4 separate regions of the Mus musculus genome follow, and all the other regions are linked to region 3. A link is a contact called in public Hi-C and HiChIP or PLAC-seq data. All regions are on one chromosome and are shown on one strand. The core of a region is the stretch at or near the end of the contact, and the rest is flanking DNA. Distances in the headings are between cores, read along the strand shown. Region 1 overlaps Pacrg (PARK2 co-regulated). Region 2 overlaps Pacrg (PARK2 co-regulated). Region 3 overlaps Prkn (parkin RBR E3 ubiquitin protein ligase). Region 4 overlaps Prkn (parkin RBR E3 ubiquitin protein ligase).

Evidence for each region. A called contact is a pair of places that touch in the nucleus more often than the background predicts. HiChIP or PLAC-seq counts read pairs in DNA pulled down with a chosen protein or histone mark.
Region 1: an H3K27ac HiChIP or PLAC-seq map of stem cell-derived neural progenitor cells shows a contact between it and region 3, with 4 times the contacts expected there. The contact joins two enhancer-like sites. A contact is called at or near these places in 1 of 39 promoter capture datasets (cranial neural crest) and 2 of 115 datasets of contacts at active chromatin or transcription factors (astrocytes and stem cell-derived neural progenitor cells).
Region 2: an H3K27ac HiChIP or PLAC-seq map of stem cell-derived neural progenitor cells shows a contact between it and region 3, with 7 times the contacts expected there. The contact joins two enhancer-like sites. A contact is called at or near these places in 4 of 39 promoter capture datasets (cranial neural crest, frontonasal cranial neural crest, maxillary cranial neural crest and 1 more), 1 of 484 Hi-C or Micro-C datasets (neural progenitor cells) and 1 of 115 datasets of contacts at active chromatin or transcription factors (stem cell-derived neural progenitor cells).
Region 4: a Hi-C map of brain shows a contact between it and region 3, with 4 times the contacts expected there. The contact joins two enhancer-like sites. A contact is called at or near these places in 1 of 39 promoter capture datasets (hippocampal neurons), 12 of 484 Hi-C or Micro-C datasets (the N1E-115 cell line, brain, cerebellar granule neurons and 6 more), 4 of 115 datasets of contacts at active chromatin or transcription factors (astrocytes, embryonic basal ganglia, forebrain and 1 more) and 1 of 9 other capture datasets (embryonic stem cells).

Annotation. Positions count from the first base shown.
Region 1 is chr17:10,440,007-10,443,328 of GRCm38.p6, forward strand. All of the region lies in intron 4 of Pacrg (PARK2 co-regulated), which reads right to left. Among named protein-coding and RNA genes, the nearest start is that of A230009B12Rik, 15 kb to the right of the region's middle. Within about 2 kb of position 1,660, at least 44 of the 459 cell types and tissues checked have an H3K27ac peak or open chromatin away from gene starts, as enhancers often do. A contact at or near this core is called in stem cell-derived neural progenitor cells, where this site is marked.
Region 2 is chr17:10,483,026-10,486,729 of GRCm38.p6, forward strand. All of the region lies in intron 4 of Pacrg (PARK2 co-regulated), which reads right to left. The region is part of intron 1 of A230009B12Rik (RIKEN cDNA A230009B12 gene); the gene reads left to right. Among named protein-coding and RNA genes, the nearest start is that of Gm16168, 8.3 kb to the right of the region's middle. Within about 2 kb of position 1,341, at least 33 of the 459 cell types and tissues checked have an H3K27ac peak or open chromatin away from gene starts, as enhancers often do. A contact at or near this core is called in neural progenitor cells and stem cell-derived neural progenitor cells, where this site is marked.
Region 3 is chr17:11,066,098-11,069,690 of GRCm38.p6, forward strand. Prkn (parkin RBR E3 ubiquitin protein ligase) reads left to right here. Exons shown (of 12, transcript NM_016694.4): 2 at 1,032-1,195. Among named protein-coding and RNA genes, the nearest start is that of Gm41526, 66 kb to the right of the region's middle. Within about 2 kb of position 2,129, at least 82 of the 459 cell types and tissues checked have an H3K27ac peak or open chromatin away from gene starts, as enhancers often do. A contact at or near this core is called in brain, cortical neurons, forebrain and 2 more, where this site is marked.
Region 4 is chr17:11,609,838-11,613,098 of GRCm38.p6, forward strand. The region is part of intron 6 of Prkn (parkin RBR E3 ubiquitin protein ligase); the gene reads left to right. Among named protein-coding and RNA genes, the nearest start is that of Gm41525, 53 kb to the right of the region's middle. Within about 2 kb of position 1,859, at least 14 of the 459 cell types and tissues checked have an H3K27ac peak or open chromatin away from gene starts, as enhancers often do. A contact at or near this core is called in brain, cortical neurons and forebrain, where this site is marked.

The DNA of each region.
Region 1 (3,322 bases), core at 410-2,909, 630 kb before region 3:
AGACTCTGTGGTGGAGGCACATGCTCCAGCGAGCTGCTCTTCTTTGGGGAATGGGGTCCATTGTTACAGTCATCAGCTTCTGGCTCCCTTTCCTCAAAGTCTTGGCTACAAGTAACATGTCTGGGGGGTGGGGGTGGAGGGAGGTGGTCATGTGGGGTGCAGCGGCAAACTCTCCAACTTAGAAGTTGTTAAAACCTCAGGCCTTGAGGCAAGAATACATATTTGCTTTTCACATTATCAGACAAATTCACATTTTAGGCAAACTAGGTCTGTTTTCCCTGAGAAACATCCCTGCAGACTTCTGTCTGCAGGTCTGGATGGAACCAGTGCAAGGGAGGGCATAACGGCATGCCCATGGCACATCTGAGAGACAGGCCAAGCCATAAATGGCTTTCATAGACATGTGCTAATTTGTGATTTGTTGATAGACATGAAAAAAAGAGAGGTGGTGTCTTCTCTAAGAGGATCAGAGAGATCCCGTTTGATCAGGGGCTGTGAGCTGTTGGATAATTACAGATCTACCTTGAAGCTACATGAAGGAGATTCCCCCTGGACTGCGAGTTCAAGTGCACATTTCTACATAGGTTCTCTTCCCAGGATGCTGAGGGGCAGGCGGGAGCTAAGAAATCACTCCCTCTTAAGTTAATTTCACTTGAAAGGTTTTTGATTTTTTAAAGCACTTTACAGCATAAATGATATTCCAGGGTTGAAGGAGTTCCTTTTGCCTTCTCCCAAATTCGGAACGATATGGCGGGGCTGTGGATTTAAATAATGCTACATTTTGAGTAAGGACAAACAGCTCAATACCACGGGCTGGGGGCATTTTCCCAGAGTTTAGTTTAGTTCAGAGTACATTTCTATTGGTAATTTTTCCCCTCACATCCAATGATAATACCAATAAACAACCGTGAAGCTGGAAGCACTGGTCCCAGGCAAAAAGGTTCATAAATTTATCCCGCCCATAGCTTAGAAGAGCCCCTGGCACAGCAGAGCCCAAAGTCACATGCCTAATGGTCTGGAGGGCTTATGAATTGATGGGCTGAGAGCTTTCTGTGGACTAGGTTGCTGTTAGAGATCCAAGGAACCCTCTGAGTCAGCTAATGCCTAGAGAGGGGACAGTTTTCTGGGTCTTTCTGGGTCCAAGAGCAAGGAGGCAGAAGTGAGGGTGACAGGTGATAGCTTAGGACCCCACGGATGGGGGCAGCCAAGACAGAGAAGGAAAGGCCTCTACTGAAAATGGCCATACAACCCCTTTTCAAAGTTTTCTTTCCTTGGGATGGCAAGGTATCTGTGCTGATACAGTGCCACTAGCTACAACCGATTTTAATGTCCTGTTCAGACAGGTGATTAAAGAAGGGATCTGTACATAATGTCACCCTCCCCTTTAGGGTCCTGAGATCTTGGAGAAGTACAGTTAAGCAGCATGCCCAGGTTCCTAGGGCCACACATGCCAAGGAACAGTGACCCCCAAGTAGCAGTCTGTGTGAGCCTTGGGAGTGGGCGGGGGAAGCGTGGAGACAGGAAGTCTTCTCCCAGCAGCCAGCATTGAAGAAGGGTGGGGCATTGTCTTAGTTTTCTGCATCCCTGGCCCGCGGTGTTCTTTTCCTGTCTCTATCCAGGGATGGCCACGGGGTCCCACTCTGGGCCCCAGGCTGCATTTGCATAACACATTTACATCTGAAGGGAGGGCACAGATTGGCAGCTCCCCAAGCTTCAGCTAGGCACAGATTTCTACAATGGCAATTAGGAATCGAGATAGAATGACTGTGGCCGAGGGAGTACAATTGCCAGGGCTATGGGAAGAAGGGGCAGGAAAACCTCGGCGCTTTAGAGCATTGAGCTGTGAGTAATGGCAGGGTTAGAGACCAACCGGCCCTTGTTCTTTGTGAGGCTTAGAAGGGACCAAGGACGATCCCCGCCCATGTGCTTGGTGCCGGAAGGAAGGGGGAAGAGAGAGGTGGGGCGGGGGCCTGCAAGGGACCCGATGATGGGAAAGGGGCTCTGGGGACAGCCTGGATGGCAGTGAGCAGAGGCCCGCAGTGCCTGAGCAGTGGGTGACACCATAGAGGGCCCCCAAAGATGGAAAGCAGACCTGTCTAACATGGACGCGACAGGATACCTGGGCTGGAGGAGCTGAAGGGCTTTCTGGCCCTGTGAGGAGAGGAGAATCCTCTTTACGAGGGCGCGAGTGTTTTGACCTTTGGGACTCATGAGGCCTTCCAGAGGGCCACAGCATGGAAACCTTCCTTCCTCTCCAGCTTCCCTCCTCATCCCTCAGCCTCAGAGGAGTGCTGTGGGAGAATTCCCCCCACCTTCTAGAAGGGGAAGGGACACATGCTGGGGAGGAGGGACATAGAAAAGGGAACAAGTAAAAGATGAGAAGCAGTGCTCAGAACCCAATGCCAGAGTAGAAGGTTCTAGAAGCTAGTCTCCTCCCAGGCCCAAAGTGAGGCATGGGTGGAGTGACTGGAGTAACAGCAGGCTGGGTCAGTTGAGTCAGTACATGGGGATGCGAGAGGACCTTAGGACATCTGGAAGATGGGAGCTGTAACAGAGACACTCATAGGCTAGGTGCAAGTGTCGGGGCTGAGCATGCCAGCGGGGGAGCTGGGTTTGGAGGACCCATGGGTGGTACATCTAACTGATCTTAACAACCAAGAAACATCTGCATAAGCAAAGCGGGTGGGGATAGTTGGCCAGTGGCCTCCAGGAGCACAGAACTCCTGGGAGAGTTGCTAAGAAGCCATGTTCTGGTTTCACCACAGAACACGAGGTCCTGCTGCTCTCCAGATGGGCTGTGTCCAAGCTGTCTGTCTGCATGGCTTTGGAAAGCACAAGGGGCTGGGATTAGAACTCCTGAGTTCTGGGCCACTGCCTCTTGTCTTAGTTGATGGAATGACTGTTTATAAATTCCTAGTTTTCTCATATTCAGACTCCTCAAGTTGAAGAAACAGCTCAAGGTCCTTAAAGATATTGTAATGCTAGTACTACCGGAGGATCCCACAATACCTCTCCTGGGCATACATCCAGATGTCCCAACCGGTAAGAAGGACACATGCTCCACTATGTTCATAGCAGCCTTATTTATAATAGCCAGAAGCTGGAAAGAACCCAGATGCCCCTCAACAGAGGAATGGATACAGAAAATGTGGTACATTTACACAATGGAGTACTACTCAGCTATTAAAAAGAATGAATTTATGAAATTCCTAGGCAAATGGTTGGACCTGGAGGGCATCATCCTGAGAGAGGTAACACAATCACAAAAGAACTCAAATGATATGTACTCATTGATAAGTGGATATTAGCCCAGAAACTTAGT
Region 2 (3,704 bases), core at 91-2,590, 580 kb before region 3:
ACCAAGACCCCTAACTCTATCCACGTAGCTCTGAAAAGTTAGACCAGTATATCAGAACACATCTGAGGGAAAAACCATAGGTTTTTTTAAATTTATTTTTTATTTTCCTTTGGGCATCTGAAAGACTGGTACCATTTCCGTTCCCAATCAAAGAGAAGCTGCAGGGAAATGATTAGCGCACAAATTACATAGTGTATAATTTGCATTCATAAGAAATATAAAGAGTCACATTAAAACTTTGTAGACTTCATCAGCAACTTAAAAATGTGGGTACTTTAAGATTGCCCTGAAGTTATATGCCAATGTGCTAGGGACTTATTTTATTTCTTTGCTATAAATATTCATTTGAATTAAAGGCTTGAGATGCTTGTAGCAGACAACATATTGTCATTTTTAAACCAGGAAAGTGTTGCATTTATTATGTTTCTTTAGAGGCTTTTCTTTCCCACAGACTTTGCGATCAACCTTATGAATTAACGAATAGGAAGAAGTCGTGGGCACTTGGAAAATGGAGATCTTGGGAATGGGGGTATGTTTGATCTTTTCTATGCTGGAGACCTGGTCTAGTGATGGCCTTGTGCAGCCGAGTCACAGGTATCTGCACCTGTCTAAACCTGACAGGTCCCTCACCACGGCAGCCTGTGAGTCAGGGGTCACAGCCCTCCTCCCTCAGAAATACAGACATGCCCAATAAAACACACGTTCATGGAGCCAAAACACAGCTCCATTTGAGCAACATGGTAAAGAAACTTAGCTACGTGTCTTATCATAAAATTCTTGTATTTAAAACGGAGTAAGCACTTTAATTCACGCTTGTCTTGAGACATACACTCTAAAGTTTAAATGCTTAAAAACAAGGCAATAGGCATTTTTATTGTTGATAACAAACTACAGATTTGTCTAGTGGGAAAAAAAATCCATGAAATGTTTGACAAAAGGGCTGTGATAAGAGATAAAGAACACAGTATTCACTGTCTAGGGATGTGGTGGGGGAGACACAGCCTGTCCCTGAGCCCACAGATCTAGCAATGCGCACTGTGATTAGGGATATAAACAATGGGTGCTGTGTCGGCATGGGGGAATGTGAACAATAGGTCTTTTTCTGGAAGTATCTGTAGGAAGAACACACAAATCAGTCAACAAGGGAGCTGAAATGATCCTGTATTCTCTCTAAAGATGATGCTCAGCAGCGCTTCTGCAAGGCCGCCCATGTCCTTCCCACTGGGCTTCTTGTTTTTCTTCATTCACTATAGATTTTTTTCCCAACTTGCACCTGGTTTGACCAGTAGTCAGCTGGCTTCTGAGGAGTCTCCCTATTTTGTACCCTCCCACCCTACCCCAGATCTGAGAGACCCGGGACAGCTGCACAACTGTGCATTCTTTGGTTATAAAAGCAAGCTTGTGACATCCTTCGCCAGAATCTGTTAAAAACAGAATTAATTAGAGGCAACTCAGCAGCTCCTCAGGGCTTGTCCACTGAAGGCAGTGATGGCTGGGAAGGGGGATAGAGTAAGGGACAGGAGTGAGATAGTCTTCAGGAAGCATATAGTCTATTGTAGGGCATGCCACCTGTGTGACAAGCAAGATAGGCCCCTAAGATAGGCTATCCTCAAGTTAGAAAGAGATGGGTGTAAATGTTTTAGCAAATTCTGCACGGCCCTAACACAGAGAGGTCTTGTGGCTGATGGTGAGAGTGGAGAAGGTAGCCTTTCAGGTGACAGGCAGAGTAAGAGCAAAGACACACATGGCTTCATGGAGTGACCATAGATAATCTAGACGGACGATGTCCAGCTGAGAGGAGGGGAAGTTGGGGAGGGAAAGGCTAGAATGGAGGACCTTAGGGCTGAAAATGGGCCTCTGAAACCTGACAGCTAGAAGGAGCCTTCCAGAGAGAGGTCCTCCAAGGCCACAGAGAAGCCACCACTTCCCTAGATGATAGCACAGACACTGTCTCTAGCAGGGCTCACCTGAGGGGGCGGCACAGGAGTTCAAGAAGGGGTGTGGAAGGGGAAGGGGGAGTGGCTGGGTATGGGTCTTACCAGGCACAAAGGAGGCATCACGGATAGACGTGGATGTCAGAGGAAGTGAGGGTGAGCTGGCACCAAGACTTGAACCCCTTGGAGAGACTATCTCACAGCATTTGATCTAGAGGTTGAGAAAGCCTTAGGCTGGAGGGTGGGAAGGGACACTGCTGATTTATTTTCTCCCTCCTAATCGTGAAATATTTAATCTAGAATAGCCAAGGAAGTGGAATTTGTCTGCTCTACCATTATCTACTACTAAGGGTTAATTAAAAAGCCTTACTTAAAGTCCATCTCAGCAGTATGCCCCCAAGTCACTGGAATAACAGTAAAATAAAATTTAAAAAAAGACAACAACAACAAAAACAATATAATATAAATAACACTGTAAGCTCCAACCTGCAAGCAATACCAGGCAAGGAAGGTATTTCCTGGTTGGGCTGTTTTTGAGCGATGGGTGGGTGACGAGAACTTTGTGTGTGAACAACCATGAGCTCCAGAGAAGCATGATGGGGCTGCTAATGTCAGCATGAGTGACAACAGTTACAGCCAGATAGAAACAGCCCGGGAAGGGAAACTGAGTTATCCTTGCTCTGTCTCGTAGGGTACCAAGGGACCACGTGACTGTGAAGGTAGTGTTGCTTTTGCCCCGTTTCAGCTCTGGTTCATGGAACAAAATTTCCCGAGGTTCCATTGTTCTTGCTGACTTCTCTTCTCACAATTCTTTCTGAGCAATGAGGAACAATCAGAAGAAAGGGGGAGAAGAGATCAGGCTTGGCTGCTCTAGGGTGAATGCACGTTGTGAGGAGCATTCTTTAAGTCCCTGGGGCTGTTGGGAAGGGTCTTCAGATGAGCACCACATGGACCTTAGCCAGTGACCCCAGTGCATTAGGCTCAATATCTTCCTGCAGGGTCTGCCTGCTCCTCATATCTAGCTGGAACCTCTTTGCTGCCAGCCAGCTCACTCCCTACCTATTATCTTCTTCCCAGAGACCAGATGTTCAAGTCTTTGGCTCAAGGATAGGAATCTCTGGGCTCCTGTCTAGGGCTGTGCTTACAGAGAACAGCTGTGAACATAGGTGTTTGGGGACTTCTCGTTTAGTTTAAGAATGTTCATGCTTGTGTATGGATTTCTGTTCACATTGTTTTTATGTAGGTTTCCTGGCTCCTGGCCTGAGTCATCTCATAAGGATTGTAACTAAGAGCTTCTTTCTCTTAGGAGGGCAGTGAACACCTCTCACCAATTACCAGGACAGGAACAGCAACACAGCAGGGTCTAGCTCCACTTGCATCGTTAAGACCTTGCTTACAGGATGACCCAGTTCTCCCGGTTTGCCTCCTTGGAAGAGAATTCCTTACTTTGGGGTTCTCTTACTTCTATTTCACAAAGATTTATACTTTTTTGTGATGTTACCAGATCTGAACTACAAAGGTAAGTGACAGGCTATTGAGGAGCCTGACCATGCAAGCATGAACCAAGAACCAACAAGCATCATGTCTCGGAGTGGCCAGGCCTCAGCATGTATAATAAACAGGAACAGTGAATGCTAGCCTGTCAGCCACGGGCACTGGGCTCATGGCAGCAGGAACAGCTGACTGACTGTAGATGCTGAAGACTTGGCGGCCCATGTAAACACACTTCCACAGAACTTTCTTGTTCATTTTCCCACCCCCAAAATCACA
Region 3 (3,593 bases), core at 879-3,378:
TTAAGACAGGGACTTGCTATGTGCAGTCTAGACCATTCTAGAACTTGCTATGTGGAGCACCCTGGCCTAGAATTCACAGAAATCCAGCTGCTGCTTTTGAGTGTTGAGAGTTAAGACATGCACCACCCCACCTGGCTCAGGAGACTAGCAAGTATCTAAGAGCCTCACCTGGAGTGGTGTTAAAAGAGTGGGTGGTTGTAAACAGCAGGCAGATGTGAGAAATGCTAGAGATGGTGTGACAAGGGGAATGAGAAGACAGTCTGGGAGATATCATGGACTCTAGCCAGATTCTAATGAAGAGAGTGATCACAACAGCAGAGGTGATGTCACTTCAAGATCTCGCTCGAAATCCACTGTCACCTGTGAGCTAAGAACACAGGGTGCAAAATCCTTACACAGAGTATGGAGGCCTTATCAAGAACCTACAACCATTTCACAGAGTCCAGAACTCTTCACAGAACCTAGATTCAAAACCTTGCCCAGAGTTCTTTCATAGGCCCCAAGCTCTCTTCAGCTGTCTACACAGTGGCTTCCATTTCCACCATTTCTTTCTGGGGCATCCACATGCTGCCTTTGAGTTTTATGCAAAGGACTCTGCGGAGGGAGTGAGCATTTGTTCAGTCTTTTGGAGCAGAATAGTCTATACACTCATGGGAATCTTGAGATTCCAATCAAGCAAGTTCTCCGCTTTACTCCCTCTGTTCCAGGAGGGCTGTGAAAGGCACAAAACTGCCGTAGTCTGCAGGTCACTGACCAGGGTCTGAGCAGGAAAACACCTAGGGAAAAACACCTAGGGGAAACTGTTTTTGGTTTTGTTTGTTTTTTTTTTTGTTGTTGTTGTTTTGTTTTGTTTTGTCTTTTTTCTAACTACTGCTCTATACTATAAATTTATGCTCTGTGATAAATGGAAGAAAATATATGCCATGCACTGGAGGGCAGGTGAGGGGCAAGCTGCTTCAGAGACATTTCACTGGCCATTAAGGGTTTGGAGTAATATTCTTTCTTCTCTCTCTGCCCCTGGTCTTGTCTAGTGTTTGTCAGGTTCAACTCCAGCTATGGCTTCCCAGTGGAGGTCGATTCTGACACCAGCATCTTGCAGCTCAAGGAAGTGGTTGCTAAGCGACAGGGGGTTCCAGCTGACCAGCTGCGTGTGATTTTTGCCGGGAAGGAGCTTCCGAATCACCTGACGGTTCAAGTGAGTCTCCCTGGGTGGGTGGTCCCTGGGATGTAGCCAGGGCCAAAGACCCTGCAGCTAATGCTGCCAATCTGACATTCACGCCTGAGATCTAATAGAATAAATAGTACCTGGGGATTCCTTGAACTTTACTCCGCACGGCTTCATTAATTCTGACCTTCTTAATTATGCATTAAAACAGTATGCAGGAAGGACTGGAGGAACAAGTGTGGGTGAGCCAAGACCGGGAGAGAGAAGCCAGGGGCGCGCGCGCTCAGTTTAGTGAATAAATGTTTACTGACTGAGGGAGCAGGAAGGCACAATTTCTGGGTCTGTTCAATTTTTACCTTCCTTATTCTATTTGAATCGTAATGAAGAAGGATTCAAATAAATCGTTCCCAAGAAGGCTGCTCAGGCCATGCCTAGTGAGGGATTTACAACCCAACTGTGACCCCTGGAGGACACTCATAGCTGCTGCCTGGACTACAGCAGACACTGGCCCAGGGCCCCCATTTGCAGAGGGCTCTGAGCCAAGGACAGGAAGCATCAAATTCACACAGCAAAAGTCCATCTTTGTATCTCGGGGGCGTAGACGGAGTTACCCCTGGCCGACGCCCCTGAAACAGAACTAACTAAACTGTGGGGATCTGCTTTCCTGCCTATTACTTCCTGGGTATCTGGCCCCTGCTGTGCTGTGGAAACCGCTTCTTTATGGCATCTTGTACATTTGGAGAGATGAGTTTTGTAGGCATCCAAGGAACTGGATAGCAATTGATGCACGGGCCCTTTGCCTAGAATGAGAGAACAGTGAGTGTTTTGGAGGGAAGTCCGGCAAATATGAACCACATTTACTCAAGTGATTAGAAGCAGGGAAAAGCGCGTCCCCTCCACTCTGTGTAGGGTGGTATTGCACCCTGGTTCACAGCAGGGTGGGGACCTGTGCTGTACTCGGAGCTTCTGACTGCCCAGGCCAGGCAGTGCGCTGACGTATTTGCTGCTTTGTGAAATGCTTTTGGAATGTGGGTATACAAAGAAACTATAGAAATGCAAATGATTCTGCTATCTCCCCCCCCCCCCCCGCCTGCCCCCTTTGGTGGCAGGAGGACTCACACCCATTGTGCACAAAGTGCTGTGCTTTGCTTTCAGGCAATTTGTTTCATAAGGGAAGTGCCTGTGCTAAGAAGTGTTTGGATTTTTTTTTTTTTTTAATTTCAGTCAACTAAAAAGCTTTTGCAGTTCCTGCCAACTTCTAAACCTAAGATTGTTTCCTTCACAAATAAATGGTTTTAAAACTGTTTCTTGAATCCAGATAGACTTTATTATGAGAGCCATTAGATTTTAAATCCCCTCACCTGTACAAAGGAGGGTACGTGTAGCAGTTGGCTGTTTTTTGTTCAGTAAGACTAACTGGCGTGAGGGACAGATAGATTTTATAACAGTTAATGTATTGGTTCAACTGTCTTACCTTGATTCGCACGTTTAGAATTCCCAGTGTTCAGAGCTTTTCAGTGGCTTGGTTAGAGGGAGTTCGTTCAGGGAGTCTGCTTCTTACCCGCTTAGGCCTCTGAACTAAAGCAACACTAGCTCAGACTGTCTGAGAGCACTACATATGCTAAAATCACTAACAAAGCCACGTGGTCCAGCCGAACGCATATAATATGCACAGGCTGTGTGTAATTATTACTGTATAACCCATTAAAGATGAGTATCGTGATGTTTCAAAAGTGAGGCTGTATATCTAATGGGAAGGCACCAGGAAAGAGCTCCCGAGTGGATCCAGATATGGATTCTTCAGATGAAAAGGAAACACACACCACGGGCTTGGGAGGCAAGCCAGGTGCTGTTCTTCCGGAAGCAGAAGCAATACTGAAGACAGGAAAAGATGGAGTTTCCTGGGGCATTTGACAAAATCTTGACAGACTTGGTCCTTCGATTTCATTCATAGACAGCAAAGGGGTGCCATAGAAAGCCATGGGAAGGGAGCTGAATGTCCAGGGGTGCTGAGAGTTTATGAAGAATGGATATGTAAGGAGATATTTAACAAACTGTTGGAACCTGGGTCTGGACCTAGGGTACAGATTTAATATTCACAGATATTTGCCCAGAGAGAAATATTTTTACAGCAACTGGAATAGATTCAATTGTGAAGGGGTGAGCACGAAGCAGTATGAGTATCTTCGTTTCCTGACAAGGGAGCAGACAACTTCAGGAAGTAGAGGCCACCCAACTGACACTTTTGAGGCTATCCTTAAAGCCTCTAAATTCTGAGAGTTAAAAAGTAAGTGAAGAGCCTTTCTGTTCTTAGGGGCTGAGGTAATCATTCAGTGACAAAGGTTGCCCTACAAACACAAGACCTGAGTTCAGATCCCCAGAGCCCTCTTTAAGTTTAACTTAGTCATACACAGTTGTTTGTAATTCA
Region 4 (3,261 bases), core at 609-3,108, 540 kb after region 3:
TGTTTCTCCGCTGACTTGCAGCACTGTCCCACCCCAGGCCCGGTACAGCTCCAGTGTATCACTTCAAGCTCTGGAGATGTTGCACTTAGGGCATGCTGCCTGGTCACTCTGGTTGCCGCCCCTGCACTCCTCCATTGTCACAGCTCACTCTTACCATGTCCGTGAAGAGAGTACCCACTGTGCCATTCGCTCTAGGACTGCAGTTCTACAGCAGTGTAACAGCCATGTCACTGTCCTGCAGCAGATTAGCAAGGCCACTGGTCCCCGCTCTGCAGGGCTCTGATGGCACCAGGGTGAAGAAGAAAGATGACTAGAGATATTTCTGAGTTGTGGGCTGCCATCTAGACTGGGTCTAGAGAACATTTCACATAAGGACAGCCCAGGACAGCCTTGCTAGGGAGGAATAATGAGAATGGATTCTATAGTGCCAGGGGCTGGAAGGACAAGGTCAAATGTAGGTGTTCTGGGGTGGTCACCCAAGTCTTTCTGGACCATGAGGGGCACAGATCCAGTCCCAAGGCCTCCCGTGAGCAGGCACCTTTGTGGCTTTTTTTTTTTTTTTTTTTTTTTTTAGGGCTAAAGCTGAGGTTTTAGAATTTGATCATGTGTTAAGAGTTTATGGGATCATTTCAGAGAAATTTCTTTCTTTCATGTCTAAAGGTTTCAGACTTTAAAGTATATATTGTATATTGAACAGATTCCTCCCTGTGCTTCCTGCCATTTCTCACCCCTCCACACTGCTGTTTATCCTTTTGTCTCCATAAAGGGTTGTACCTGACTACCAGTGCAGGTACCCACGGAAGCCAGAGGTGTGACATGCCCCAGGAGCTGCAGCTCTAGGTAACTGTGAGGCTGGGAGCAGAAATCAGGTCCTCTGCAAGAACAGAAAGTTCTCTTAATCCCTGAGCCATCTCTCCAGCCCTGAACAAATTTCTTAATATCCTGGTATGTTAGGTTGACTTTGTTCACTCGGTTGGACTAAGAAACACCACTCAGGGAATCAATGAAGCATACCTTGGGTGTGTCTGTGATAGCAAAGTGAAGTGAAAAGCCTTTCTATGGGCAAAGCCCATGAGTGAATAAAAAGAGTGAAAGGAAAGAGGAAGAAGCCTGTAGCACATCCTACTTTCTCTGTTTCCCATTCCAGAGATGAGGCATCTCAGCCACCAACATCAAGCTACCCTGTCCGCCATGCCTTCCTTTCTCCCAACCCCAATCAAATGTACCCTCCATCTTGTAACCACACAATCAATTCACGAAGACAGTAAGAAAATAGAGTCTCTCCCTCTAATGTGTTAAGGAAGTTTGTAATTCTGTACCAGGCTACATTCATAGGTATCCTGGGGTTCATGTGCCCCCACAGACTATAGGTCGAACTCACAGGCTGAAAGCTGTATGAGCAGTTATTCCTATACTTCCTTTAATCAAAATTGCTGCAGCTAGTGGCTCTGGGATCCTCACACCTATCCCCCAGACAGACAGATTGACATTCGCCTTTGTTTGACCAAATATTTTGTAAACTATCTCCCTGCTGTTAGGTTCTTATTGCCCACAGCCCATCCTTCGAGAACAGATGCTGGGGTGTTTCCAGCCGTTTATGCTTGAATAAGGACATACGTTTTAAAAGACAAATAGGGGAATTCAAGGAGTCCTAGGACCTATGAGTGAGGTCCGTGGGACTGAAGACTTTCTTACAGCAGCTCAAAGTTCATTTTACATTATCAGTTCTCCGTTGCTACCTGAACTTGGCCTCACTGCAAGAAAAGCGAATTTTAATGCACCGACACGCGGCACATGTGGGCAGTGGCCCCACCTAGGGGCAGAACGGTGTATTTTCTTTCTGTCTTCTCTTCCTGTTTATTCATTTTCTGAGTTGAAGAATGGAAAAGCTCACAGACTTGCAGACCAGGGAATTTTCCATCAGCCTATCCAGAAAGCTGGAGGATGTTTGAAGGAGACATCACTTGGAACAAAAGACTGGCCACAGCACATTTTTTTTCCCCTTAGGATGTCACCAACAAATTGGCTGCCCTGTGCCACACCCACCCCCTACCCCCATGCCCCGATTTGTCTAGAAGCACGGCTGAGGGGGAGCAGGAATGAGTTAATAGTGTGAGCCATTGACTGTCACAGGGGTGCGGGCGAGAACTGCATTGGAGGAAGGCGAGCCAGATCCACAGTTGAATGGGCTCACCCGATTCACAGATGTGGCATCAGTAACTCTGGGGTTCACATAGCTTCACTCTCTATGGAAGCTTGGGAGCAGAAAAGCCTGAGAAGCTAGGAACCGAACAGCTCTCCCAGACATAGGGATGTGACGGGGGAGGGAGTGGCCAGAGGAGCTTACAAGTGGATGGGAAGTCTTCCTTCCCACATTTTTTTCCTCCCAGGTATCTTAGCTGATCATAATGTTTATTTCAGAGGGAAGAAAGCCCTCACTCAGAGACTTGAAACCACATATCCTTCACAACTCAGAGAAAACGCTGAAGGTTGAAAGTACCTGTTTATCAAAGGGAACCTATGTTACCTCCGTTCTTGTTCGTGCAAGCTCACTGTGTTCTCATTCACACTTCACTGAGCATGAGATGACAAAACTGTACACTGATTGCATGTACGAGGCCAGACTCAATCCAGGCCACTCGGCTGACAGTTTCAACCCAATCATATATGGAAACTCCCTTGCATCAGGGCTGAAAACAGGTTAGGGAACTCACATCACTGGCATCAGGAGCCTGTGTGTGCTACAGGTGAATATGAGATTCCTGGAACATGGTGGGGAGTTAGAGAGAGGGGGTGAGGGAGTCATGGGAGGAAGAGGTGGAGAGACAGGAAGAGGAGGGCAGGAGAGAGCCCTTGGTGCTCCCGACAGAATTTGAAGAGTGATGATCTAAATCCATCCTGAAGCCGATTGTAGGAGCGCTGTCTAGAGCCTGTTGTCTCAGTGGCTAAAGCCAGCAAGAATGGCAAATGCTAGCAAGCATCTCTCCCTCCCCAGCGCCCGCCCTCACCCCTGTGTGTGTGTGTGTGTGTGTGTGTGTGTGTGTGTGCGTGCGTGTGTGTGTGTGTGTGTGCGCACGCACGCTGTGTGCCATGTATGGAGTGTTTAAGACAACTGGAAATGCCTCTGTGGGCAGCTTAAACCTACAGGCATTGCAAGCCGCCCACCTTCTCTGTGAGTTATAATGAAAACTCCCACAGCTAGTCTGCGTGTGCACAGAATCCAGACTCGGAGGTCACCAGGCTCAGGAAGAATTCAATGAA